3 separate regions of the Mus musculus genome follow, and regions 2 and 3 are each linked to region 1. The links are chromatin contacts, called in public HiChIP or PLAC-seq maps. All regions are on one chromosome and are shown on one strand. The core of a region is the stretch at or near the end of the contact, and the rest is flanking DNA. Distances in the headings are between cores, read along the strand shown. Region 1 has its middle 9.3 kb from the start of Gm33958. Region 2 has its middle 26 kb from the start of Jarid2. Region 3 has its middle 41 kb from the start of Gm40931.

What was found. HiChIP or PLAC-seq counts read pairs in DNA pulled down with a chosen protein or histone mark.
Region 2: an H3K27ac HiChIP or PLAC-seq map of embryonic stem cells shows a contact between it and region 1, with 4 times the contacts expected there. The contact joins two enhancer-like sites. A contact is called at or near these places in 2 of 484 Hi-C or Micro-C datasets (bone marrow-derived macrophages and granulosa cells), 7 of 115 datasets of contacts at active chromatin or transcription factors (bone marrow-derived macrophages, embryonic basal ganglia, embryonic stem cells and 1 more) and 1 of 9 other capture datasets (embryonic stem cells).
Region 3: a contact with region 1 is called in an H3K27ac HiChIP or PLAC-seq map of embryonic stem cells, with 6 read pairs. The contact joins two enhancer-like sites. A contact is called at or near these places in 7 of 484 Hi-C or Micro-C datasets (bone marrow-derived macrophages, brain, cerebellar granule neurons and 2 more), 4 of 115 datasets of contacts at active chromatin or transcription factors (CD8 T cells, acute myeloid leukemia, bone marrow-derived macrophages and 1 more) and 1 of 9 other capture datasets (embryonic stem cells).

Annotation. Positions count from the first base shown.
Region 1 is chr13:44,407,578-44,411,256 of GRCm38.p6, reverse strand. No RefSeq gene overlaps it. Among named protein-coding and RNA genes, the nearest start is that of Gm33958, 9.3 kb to the right of the region's middle. Within about 2 kb of position 1,691, at least 70 of the 459 cell types and tissues checked have an H3K27ac peak or open chromatin away from gene starts, as enhancers often do. A contact at or near this core is called in embryonic stem cells and kidney, where this site is marked.
Region 2 is chr13:44,703,451-44,707,129 of GRCm38.p6, reverse strand. No RefSeq gene overlaps it. Among named protein-coding and RNA genes, the nearest start is that of Jarid2, 26 kb to the left of the region's middle. Within about 2 kb of position 1,834, at least 29 of the 459 cell types and tissues checked have an H3K27ac peak or open chromatin away from gene starts, as enhancers often do. A contact at or near this core is called in embryonic stem cells and kidney, where this site is marked.
Region 3 is chr13:44,676,616-44,680,294 of GRCm38.p6, reverse strand. No RefSeq gene overlaps it. Among named protein-coding and RNA genes, the nearest start is that of Gm40931, 41 kb to the right of the region's middle. Within about 2 kb of position 1,849, at least 15 of the 459 cell types and tissues checked have an H3K27ac peak or open chromatin away from gene starts, as enhancers often do. A contact at or near this core is called in embryonic stem cells, where this site is marked.

The DNA of each region.
Region 1 (3,679 bases), core at 442-2,941:
GGCTAGAGGGGAGCTTTGAAATTCAGGTGTAGGGAAGGGTAGATGGGGTGAATGGGGCCCAGGGACTCCAGTGCGCATGAATGTCATCACCAGGCTTTCTACCTCATAGGAATAAGAAGATAATAGAGGTGCTCACAGGCGTGACTGACACTCCAGGTGTGGCCATGGCCTTAAGGAGCCAACACAGCCTCCTGGCAGCACGATTCTGGGAGGGCAATGGCCAAGGGGGAGGTTCCAACTCACTTCTTTGCATTCTCAGCAACCATTTTGTAAGAGTCTTCAAGCAACTGCTTATTTCATAAGGGCAGACGTTGAAATGGGATTGGTTCCCTTTGGCCACTGGGCTCTAGGGTTCTATCACCCATTCTGTTCTGAGTGCTACTGAGATTCCAAGTGACTCTATGGGTGGTACAGCCACTCCACAGCCTCTGAGCCCAAGGGATTGCACAGTATCTGCCACCTCCCTGCATTCTTTCTTAGTTCTATGGGAGCCTTTTACCCACAAGGTCTCATGGGCACTTAAAGGAATTGCTTTTTTTCATAATGTATCATGTCTTTCCCCCTCCCCTAACTAGCTCACAGCTTCTCTCTCCCTCCCTCCCTTCTCTCCTTCTTACTCTCTCTCTCAACAAAATTAAAACAAAGGGCGTGGCGGGGGGGGGGGCAAAAAGACAGAACAAAAGAAAGCAAGAAGCTCCCCCTGCCACCCCCAAACCAACAACATGGAGTCTGTTTTGTGTTGGCCAACTGCTTCCTGGGCATAGAGCCTGTCTGAGTGTGGTTGATAAACCCAGGGCCACTCCACTGTAGCAAGCAGATTTCCCCTCTCCCAGGAGTTCTCAGTTACAAAGAGCTTCTCAGTTAGAGGTGGGACCCTGTGTCCACTTCTGCTCTCAGGGCGGCCATTTTGTCTGATTTGAACACGTGCAGGTTTTGGGTCTTCTGCCACAGTCTCTGTGAGTTCCTATTGGTCCTGTTGCGTCTGGCAGACACTGTTTCTTTAGAGTCTTCCTCTACCTTTGGCTCTTAAAATCTTTCTGTTCCTCTTCCGCGTTGATCCCCGAGCGTGGAGGGAAAGGGTTTGATAGAGCATACCATGTAGGACTGGGTGCTCCAAAGTCTCTCATCCTCTGCGCCTTGTCCAGTGGTGGATCTCTCTGTTAAGTCCCATTTACCACGAGAAGACGTTTCTTTGGTGATGGCTGAGTGATTCACAAATGTACCTCAAGCGTGCGTATATACAACCAAGGTGACATTGGCTGCCGGCAAAAGCCAAGCCCTAGATACAGTAAATGGTTTTTAAAAGCAACAGAAAGGACAGTGAATGTGAACACCTACAGGCAGTGCACAAAGTGAGTATGGGTGTGACCACCTCTAGGGACCCTAGCTCAAGAGAAATTGAGCACCAGACCCTGGGGTTTGTCTGAGGGTGAGGGGGGAGAAGACAATAGAAGATGGGAGCTCCAGATTAGCACAGACTCCTATCTTCAACGCCTGCTCCTTCCCGAGCACAGCTGTCCTCTTGCTTCAGAGACTCCGGCAGAACACGCCTGCTCCTTAGGCCCTTGTTAAATACTCTGTCACATGGAGAAATTCTCCTGCAGGCAGGTGAGTCAGAGTTCACAGCTGCTAGATGGGAACTCTCTGTTCTGGTCTGGACAGGAAGCATATGCCAAACCTGAGCAAAGTCCTCTTGAAATCTCCCCTGGGAGCCGCCTGGCAGTGGCTCTCTAGCCCGGAGCTTGGCCCGGGAGGAGCAGGAGTCTGTCTTGTTTGCATTTCTACAGGCACAAACTGATTGCTAAATTGAGCGGTGGGCGCTGGACCCGGGGTTGTTAATTTCCAAAGAGAGCTGAGAACTCTGGTGAGGTTTTGAAGGGCTCTTTGGAGCAAAGTACACCTGTGTGTCCATGGGGACTTAATCCCTGAGGTTTGGGGTTAGCCAAAAGCTGAGGTTGATGGGATTTCACATTCCTGAGAGGCAGTAACTCCGAAGTTTATATATAGTTTCCCAACCACACGGTTCCAGGAATCCAGTGGGTGCCTGGTTAGAAACCTGAGCTGTTAGACTTGGGACTTTTTTTTTTTAAATCTTAACCACTGTGCTAGATCCTTTGATAATTCCAGATGAGTGAACTCCACCAGGGACAACCTTGAATGCTCTCAGGAAGGGCCTGTTTGGCTTTGTGTGTGTGTGTGTGTGTGTGTGTGTGTGTGCGCGCGCGTGCAATATCCTAGGAATCCACAGGTTGAGATAAATAGGACCATGAATGATAAGACACACAAGGTTAGTCATTAGTGTTACCCAAGCCTCAACCTTCTATCTGCTTGGTGACCTTGAGTTAATCCTTTCACTCACTGGGAATGTGAGTTGATATCAGCACAGAGGCTGCCAGAGGTCACTTCGGGGAAGAAAGCTCTGAACTACTCCTAAGGAAAAGGAAGATAAAGGATGCACTGGGAGAACTTCTGGGATGGCATAATCGGTCCATTAGTCTCATCGGGAGCGCAGAGACCACCCAGGAGCTCCAGTCTCAGAGCGTACAGTCTTACATGAGAATTCCAGACTTCAGAACCCACAAGCTCTCCTACCTAAGCGCTGTCAATGGACTTTCAACTTGAATTATCTTGGTGTGGGCTGTGGGAGATAAAGCTATGTTAGGTCTGGACCAGTTCTAAGCTGGAGAGGGGGCTTGAAAGTAGTTCTGTCCACTGAATTACCTCATATTCAGGCTGCATTTGAATGGAACATTTGCATATCTACACTGCTTTCCCCTAGTGCAAGATCTCTCCAGACTTTCAAAAGGTACTGACTTCCCCAGCCAACTAGAACCCTTTCTTTGTCCTTGGCTAGAAAAGGCCAGTTATTAAGAAACCCAAATGGTTTCTCATTTTTTGTTTTGATGTGTTCTGTTTAATAACAGTTGGGTCTGACCTATTATATTCTTTTTGTGTCCATTGCCTCTTTCTCATATTTTTGTTTATTTATTTATTTATCTTTGAGGCAACCTTAGGTATCAACTGCTGTTGATCATACTCAATATGGATGCAGAAAGGTAGAATGCTGCATAACGTCCATGGTGGTCTGCAGCGGAACAAGAAAGGCTGCTTTGAGAGCAGGTTTCTAGGTGTTTCTGTCTCCCCTGCTCTCTAGGAAAATTCTTTGTTTGGTCTTTGCTCCAGTCAGAATCACAAGCAAAAAATGGAGCCAGGCAGATCCTGTGTTATGTCTGATTCTGAGCAACGATGGTTATTTTTCAAAGGAAAATAATCCTGAGGCATGAACTGTGTCGTTTTCTGAAGTTCTGGCGCCACAGTCTATGTCATCTCCTTGCTTCCCTCAAACAATGCTAATTACCCCGTATCCTGAGCTCCTGTTGTCTGTTCACTGGTCAGCAATCACTCTGTCAGAGAGAGATTCCGCCACTTTCCTGACACCACTTTTAGGCATAAGAGGAGAGGGTATCTCCCATGTGTGTGCCCCTTCACAGATTCTGCAATGAAACAAGCTGTTTTAATGATTTGACTGCAAAACTACTCATTTTGCCTCAATCCCTTGCCTGACACTGCTCTGGCAAGAATTATATAAGGACCTCCCTGCCAGTTTGGCGATTGAGGTTAGTGTTCCTTAATTTGGGAGCTTGAATTTGGAAGGCAAAAAAAAAAAAAAAAAAACCTA
Region 2 (3,679 bases), core at 585-3,084, 300 kb before region 1:
AAGTCACATGAGGAGAGGGAAGAACCAACCAGCGCCCCCCAGACAGTAGTTATAATCACTAAGGCACCAGACAAGTGAGTGGGGTACTAAGGAATATCCTAAACCCAGACTCCCTCATTCCTGTCAGGACACTTAACTCACCCTGCGTGGGGGGAAGAAGAGCCGTCCCTGCCCCATTGCATAATCATGAACAATAAATGGCTGCTGATGCTTTCAGCCACCGAGTTTCTGCTTGGCTACACAGTGGTACAGTCTGTACTTTCTTTGTGTGGGTATTAACTTGGTATTTAAAACAAAAAACAAAAAACCAAACGTGTGTGTGTGTGTGTGTGTGTGTGTGTGTGAGTGTGTGTGTGTGCGCGCGCGCTCTCGAGCTCGTGTGCCTTTTGAGACAGGATCTCACAGAATCTCCTTGCTGGCCTTGAATTTACAGAAAATCTACTCCCTCTGCCTCTCAAGTACTGGGTGGGATTAAAGGTGTGCACACCCCCTCCCCCAGCAGACACTCTTCTTTTTTGTGTTTTTTTTAAATTTTATTTTTTGCAAATTTTAAAACTTTGATCATGTTCACTCCCGACCCCCCAGCTCCTTCCAGACCCCCCTCACCTCTAACCTCTTACTCTCAGTTTTGACCATTCATACTTTACCTCAATCCCATCTGAGGTTTCTTCCTCCCTCCTTCCCCACCCTCCACCCCACCCCCAGGTCTCTCTTGGTTACCCTGGCCTGGAACTGGCTATGTAGATGAGGCCAGCCTCAAACTCCTTGGTATCAGCCTGTCTCTGGCTCCAGAGAAATGAGATTAAAAGCTTATACTCCACCACCTCCAGGCCCAATCCATTCTGAAACCAGCTAGTTTCTGCAATGTACATGTCAGGCTCATTCTAAGATTCAGGCGCTCTATTATAGTATCCTGTGCATCTGCTTCCTTGCCGGATTATTGGTTCGTCCTCTAGTGTCTTGCATATTCTCCTACAATCAGCAGACAGAAGGGACCAAGAAATTATTTGTGAGCTGTGAGTGGGGCAGTGGAGTGTTCACCAGTCATCCAGCCTTTCCGAGGCTGTGGAGGGAAATGTTTTGGATTTGGGGACGGGGATGGGGGGGGGGGAGCACTGTTACTCTAAAAACCAGACTTGGTGGCTGTAAGGTTAGCCGGCCGGCTACAAGGAGACTCCAAAAGGCGCGCACACAGGTGATCTTAGCACATGGGAAGTGGAGACTGGAGGCCACTTGACACCTAGTCTCCACTTTCCAAAAGGTCAAGCCAGACAGGAAGACTGAGCAGCCGGCCGGCCATTGGTTGTTGTTGTTTGGCTTGTTTGTTTTCCCATATTCACTTTTGCCTTGTTTTTCAGTCTGTGGTCCCTGGACTTTGCCTTCCTTGGCCTTTGTAAGGTCAGGATGTTTGGGACTTCCTCATTCCAATACAATTCTTTGAATTTTTCCTTCAAATGCAAATAAAGGCACTTACCATTTGGATAGCGGTGATTAAAGAGAGAAAGGAGGTTGGTTTCGGGATCCTCCTCTAAGGTCCCTTTTAGCGGGGTGGGTGATGGAGAGGAAGAAGCCAAACAAAATTCTCCAAGGGCAAAGAGTTGAAAGGGAATCAAGCGATAGACTATCGAATCCCACCAGAGTTGACGTTACACAGCTCTTTATAGTAAGATGTTAAGCACTTAATATTTTATTTTCCTTGCAGGTCACAGCTATTTGTTCTTGGGACAAATGTGCATATGCTTATTAGATTTAACAATCCACCGCTCCCGGTTAGGAAAGGAGCCAGGCGGAGCCTGACTCCCTCGAAAGAATAGGCCTCATTAGCACTTGTGGGGACGAAGACTCAAGTTCTCAAACCAAAAGGAAGAGTAGGAGGCCACAGTCAGTGGTAGGAGAAATTGCTGACTCGATCTCGCCCCACCCCCACATTTCCTTTTCCTGCATCTGTCTTTTTCTGAGCAAGGAATATTTCTTTCCCTTCCCATGCTTTGAAATTCACGGTATGTGTTTTTACATTTTTTAAAGATTTATTTATTATTATATCTAAGTACACTGTAACTGTCTTCAGATGCACCAGAAGAGGGTGTCAGATCTCATTACGGATGGTTGTGAGCCACCATGTGGTTGCTGGGATTTGAACTCAGGACCTTCGAAAGAGCAGTCGGTGCTCTTAACCACCGAGCCATCTCTTCAGCCCATGTGTTTTTAATTTTTAAGATGTATCTTATCTATGTTTTGTTAGCCCAGGATAGCAAAGAACTCAGTGCATCCCTCCTTTTAGCCTCGTTTCATTATCTATATATTTATTCACTTTACATCCGATTGCTGCCCCCTTCCCAGTCCCCGCCCCCCAGGTTTTAATTTACTCCACCTCACCCACTTGCTCCTTCCAACGTCTCAACCTCCTACCCACTTCCCTACGCAAATACCTTATATTGATTTGTGCATCTCTATAGCATGTTAAGCAGATTTCTTCTCAGGCCAAGGCAACCATGATGGTACAGGTCTGTAAGGTGAGAGGTGGACGTGATAGTGTTATCTAGGCTCCGCCCCACAGTTACCTGGCAACAGCCGGGAATGCCTGACTATAAAAAGGGCTGCTTGCTCCCTCCTCCCTCATTTATCCTCCTTCCTTCTCTCCTCTCTGTCTCTTCTCCAATCCCCCTCCTCCCTTTCTTATAAAACACAATGGATAGGGTCAAGAATTGGAAGTCAATCTCAGCTACACAAGTTCAAGACCATCACATGTCAGATGAGACACTACCCCCACACACAAACACACCCCATCTCAAATTGCAAAACAAACTAGAAAAGGAAAGATTTCTGAACTCAGAAGTTGAATCACCAGTTCAGTGGGGGTGCAGGAGCACGACACAGTGACTAACAGCCACCCCTCCTCTGCACTCTCAGCTGCCTTGCGCTGGCCCTTCTCTGGAGATGCGGGGTGGAAAACCTGCGCCTCCGATTGACGAAATGCTTCCTCACCACCGTCATCATCGGCGAAGTTAAGGGTGAAGACTCATCTTTAGTAATAAGGCATGACTGTAATTCCTCACCCTCTGGCCATTATTAATTATGATTCATTGCATGAAAGAGAAAATAAAGATCTACATACGCTCAAAGCACATATAAACTGGAAGGATTTCAGGTTTGGGCATGTGAGGCCCTTCCCTTATCCAGGGCCATTTCTCTGGAGGCAAGACGTCTACCCAAAGCTAAGGAAACAGTTGGATTGTCCTCTTACAGGGGAAGGTCTTCATCGTCATGAGGGCTATACCCATCCAGCCTTTCATGACTTGCTATTGACACAAGGATGAACTGAACAGAGCATAGTAAGTGAAATGAATGTGAATCCATTTTACCCCTTTTCCCTCCATAGAAAAAGAAGGCATCTTTAACTGCCACGGGCTACATTCCCATATTAGCCAGGAAGTACTTGGTACCCAGGCTCATGTAATTATGTGTTGAATTCTCTGAGCCAGAGCTGGATGTAAGTTTGGGAAAGAGCATGTAGGGCCCTTGAGTTCAAATAAGGAGTGTGTAACTCAGGCGAATACAGTGGCACACCCATATTGTGCCTATACTCAGAGCAGAAACAGGGCGTGGAGACTGGGGGGGCGGGGGTAGGTAGAGCTCACTGAAAGTTTGATGCTAGCCAGGATTACAATGAGAGATGCTG
Region 3 (3,679 bases), core at 600-3,099, 270 kb before region 1:
TAATCACGACAGACTTTGTAGCCTACAGAGCTCCTCTGGCTGGAAAGTGTTACTAAGAGATGTTTGTGTGAATAATGTTTTGTCTTTTTAAAGAGAGGTGTGGAAAAGGAAGAAGTAAAAATGGGTGGATGGCTCAGCAGGTAAAGGTGTGTTGGTATTTGGGATCACCCACAAAGTTGTACAAAAAGAGAAGTATTCCTTCAAGTTGTCCTCTGACATCTACGTGTGCCTAGGCAGGCCCACATGTACACCAGAACACATCTATCTACACACAAGATAAAGAAATATTAAAAAAAAAATTAAAGCTGAGCATGGTGGTATATACCTTTACTTATTCCTAACACTCAGGAGACAGAGGAAGGTGGGTTTCTTTCTTTTCTTTTTTTTTTTTTTTTTTTGGTTTTTCGAGACAGGATTTCTCTGTGTAGCCCTGGCTGTCCTGGAACTCACTTTGTAGACCAGGCTGGCCTCGAACTCAGAAATCCGCCTGCCTCTGCCTCCCAAGTGCTGGGATTAAAGGCATGCGCCACCACGCCCGGCTGGAAGGTGGGTTTCTATAGCTTTGAGGGAAGTCTTTTGTATATGGCAAGTTCCAAGGACCCTTTCTCTAAAACAAAGGAAGAGGGAAGGAAGGAAGGAAAAAAAAAAAAACCAAACAACAGCAACAAAGAAGCAGTGTTGGGAGCTATTAAGACAACACAATTGTCCTGATCTCTGAATTGGGCCTCTCCCCCCCCCCCCAGAAGAAAAGGGGGTCAAAAGCAGGCCACCGGACACACCGCTCCAAGAACAACCACAGATTGTTCCAGCCCTAAGTCAGCTCTGGATGTCCTGACCTCAAGATGTACCCTGATACCGCCAAGTTCCTGCTTCCCCTTGTAGTCGCCAAAAGAAAATTTTCCGCTGCCCCATCCCTCCTGCTGAGGTGCATTTCCTCTGCCCCATTCCTCCTGCTGAAAGGCACTTCCCCTTTTGCTTGTGCATTTAAACCTCGGCCTGGCTAATATATTTGGGGTCTGACACAATTCAGGACGTTTCCGTGTCGTTATTCGCACAAGACCCTCGTCTCTCTCTACCCCCCATTTGGTTCTTAGGAGAAGGTCCCCTCGAGACCCTTGAATAACTGGACCTGCTGGACGGGTCAAAGCAGAAGAAAAAAAACTTTTATTTTTTTTATTTTTTTATTACAGAAAAAGAAATTGTGCCAGGCAGTGGTGGTACACTTCTTTAATCCCAGCACTTGGGAGGCAGAGGCAGGCAAATTTCTGAGTTCCAGGCCAGCCTGGTCTACAGAGTGAGTTCCAGGACAGCCAGGGTTACACAGAGAAACCCTGTCTCGAAAAACCAAAAAAAGAAAGAAATCGCTGGCCCGGAGATGGTTCAGTGGTTAAGAGCACTGACTACTCTTCCAGAGGACCCGGCTTCAACTACCAGCACCCACATAGCAGCTTACACCTCCTAGTAACTCCAAAATCTGACACCCTCACACAGCCGTTCATGAAGGTAAAACACCAATGCACATTAAATAAAGATACATTAAAAAAAAGAAAGAAAAGAAATTGCCAGATTTGTTTATAGACAACCTTGAAGAAACAAATGTGGCATTTATAAGTACAGAGTATTTGCTTGCAAAAAAGAAAAAAACCTTTCCTAGGAGGCTGGGGAGGTGGCTCATTAGGTAAAGAAAGGACTTGTTGAGTAAGCTTTACAACCTGAGTTCAGATCTCCAACACCCAGGAAAATGCTGGGTGTGAGGGTTTGATTTTAATCTCAGCAAGACTAAAATCTGAGGCATTCTTGTCTGACCAAGTCAGCTCAGTCAGCCAACCAGGTCTCAAGGGAGGGAGCAAGGGTTGAAAAGAAAAAGACAATTGGACAGCATGACTCCAGCCACTGCTGAGGCTGGAGCGGGTTTATCTTTCTCCAGCCTGCTTTTATGACTTTCTAAGTACATGCAAAGAATAAGGTCAGTTCTAGGTCAAGGAATAAGGCAATAAACCAAGTCCCTAGGTATTCCGGAACTTATCAAGATCATCAAGATCTGGAGTCTACTTCCTTGTCCTAGCCCAAAGTCAAATTCTTGCCTGAGCCTACTTACTTCCTCGTCCTGGCCCAAGGTCAAATTCCTAGCCTCAGCCCACAAAGTTCTCCACACCTAACTCTGAGTTCAAGGCCAGTATGGTCTTCAGAAAGAGTTCCAGGGCAACCAGGGCTACATTATGAGATTCTGTTTCCCCACCACCAAGAAAGCTGGGTGCCTTGGAGGAATAACCAGGGCTGAGAAGTAGTTGATAGGTCTGGAGATGGATCAAGGATTAAGAGCAAGTCCTGCTCTCACAGAAGACAATTCCCAACTCCCAAGTTGGGCAGTTCCCAACTGTAATTCTAGCTCCAGGGGACTTCACACCCCTCTTTTAGCATCCTCAGGGAACTGCACTCATGTAGAAATAAACATAATTAAAAATAAAATAAACCTTAAAAAATAACAATAAGTCTGGCACATGCCTTTAATCCCAGCTGTTTTTGTTTGTTTATGGAAAGATGAGAGAGAAGACGGCATCTGGTGTTGTGTGGACTTCTGTTCCCCTAAATGCATAGGCTGTTCACCCTCAAACACATTCTTTCTTACAGGAGACACAACACGTGCGCGTGAGCACACACACACACACACACACACACACACAAACTTTCTCTCTCCCTCTCTCTGTCTCTCTCTCTCTCTCTGTGACTCATACTTCCTTTTAAAACTTCCACAAAATTGTGTTTCCTAAAAAAGATTCTGTGGAACTGACTGCTCTTCCAGAGGTCCTGAGTTCAGTTCCTAGCAACCACAACCACATGGTGGCTCACAACCAACTGTAATGGGATCCGATGCCCTGTTCTGGTGTGTGTCGGGAGACAACTACAGTGTACTCATATAAATAAAATAAATAAGTCTTTTTTTTTTTAAAGGAAAGATTCTGTGTATTGAATAGTGAAAGGAACTATATGAAAAGGAAAGAAAGAGCACCAGACATGGTGGCTCACATCTGTGATGCTCACACTTGGAAGGCAGAGGAAGAAGGAGTAGAGTAAATAGCCTGAGAGCAGTCTGGGGTTGGAGGTGGGGAGGGAAGGTATCATGTCTTTGCATGGCTCCAGGAATGGACCTGACTGGGCACCTGAGAGAATGATAAAAGGACAAACGGACAGACACACAGAAAAACTAGGAGCAGGTGGACTGCGTTCTCTGGTGGAGGAGCCACATCCTCCACATACTCTGCATGTTTATCATGTTCAATTGAACTTGGAGTCAGGCTTACTGGATACAACTGACATCTCATTACATGCAGATAAAGAAGAAGGAAGGGTTTGTAGTATACAGCTGGACTAGGAGAACCGGCTAAGATGGCTCACAATTTTAATCCCAGCACTTGAGAGGAAGGCAGAGGCAGGGGGATCAGCAGGAGTTCAAAGCTAGTCTCAAACAGGGAGCTCTGGGACAGCCTGGACTACATAGAAAGACTCTGGGTTGGTTTGTTTGGGAAGCGCCTGGACCAGAGGCGGGCTGGGCTTGGTGGTTGCTCTGAGTCTGCCTGGGGAGGGGAAAGCTTTGCCACTCCCATGAGCTAGGGCATTGCGGGGGTGGGGGGGTGGGGGGGGGTCACTGAAATGACCACAGCCATATCAACAGTGACTG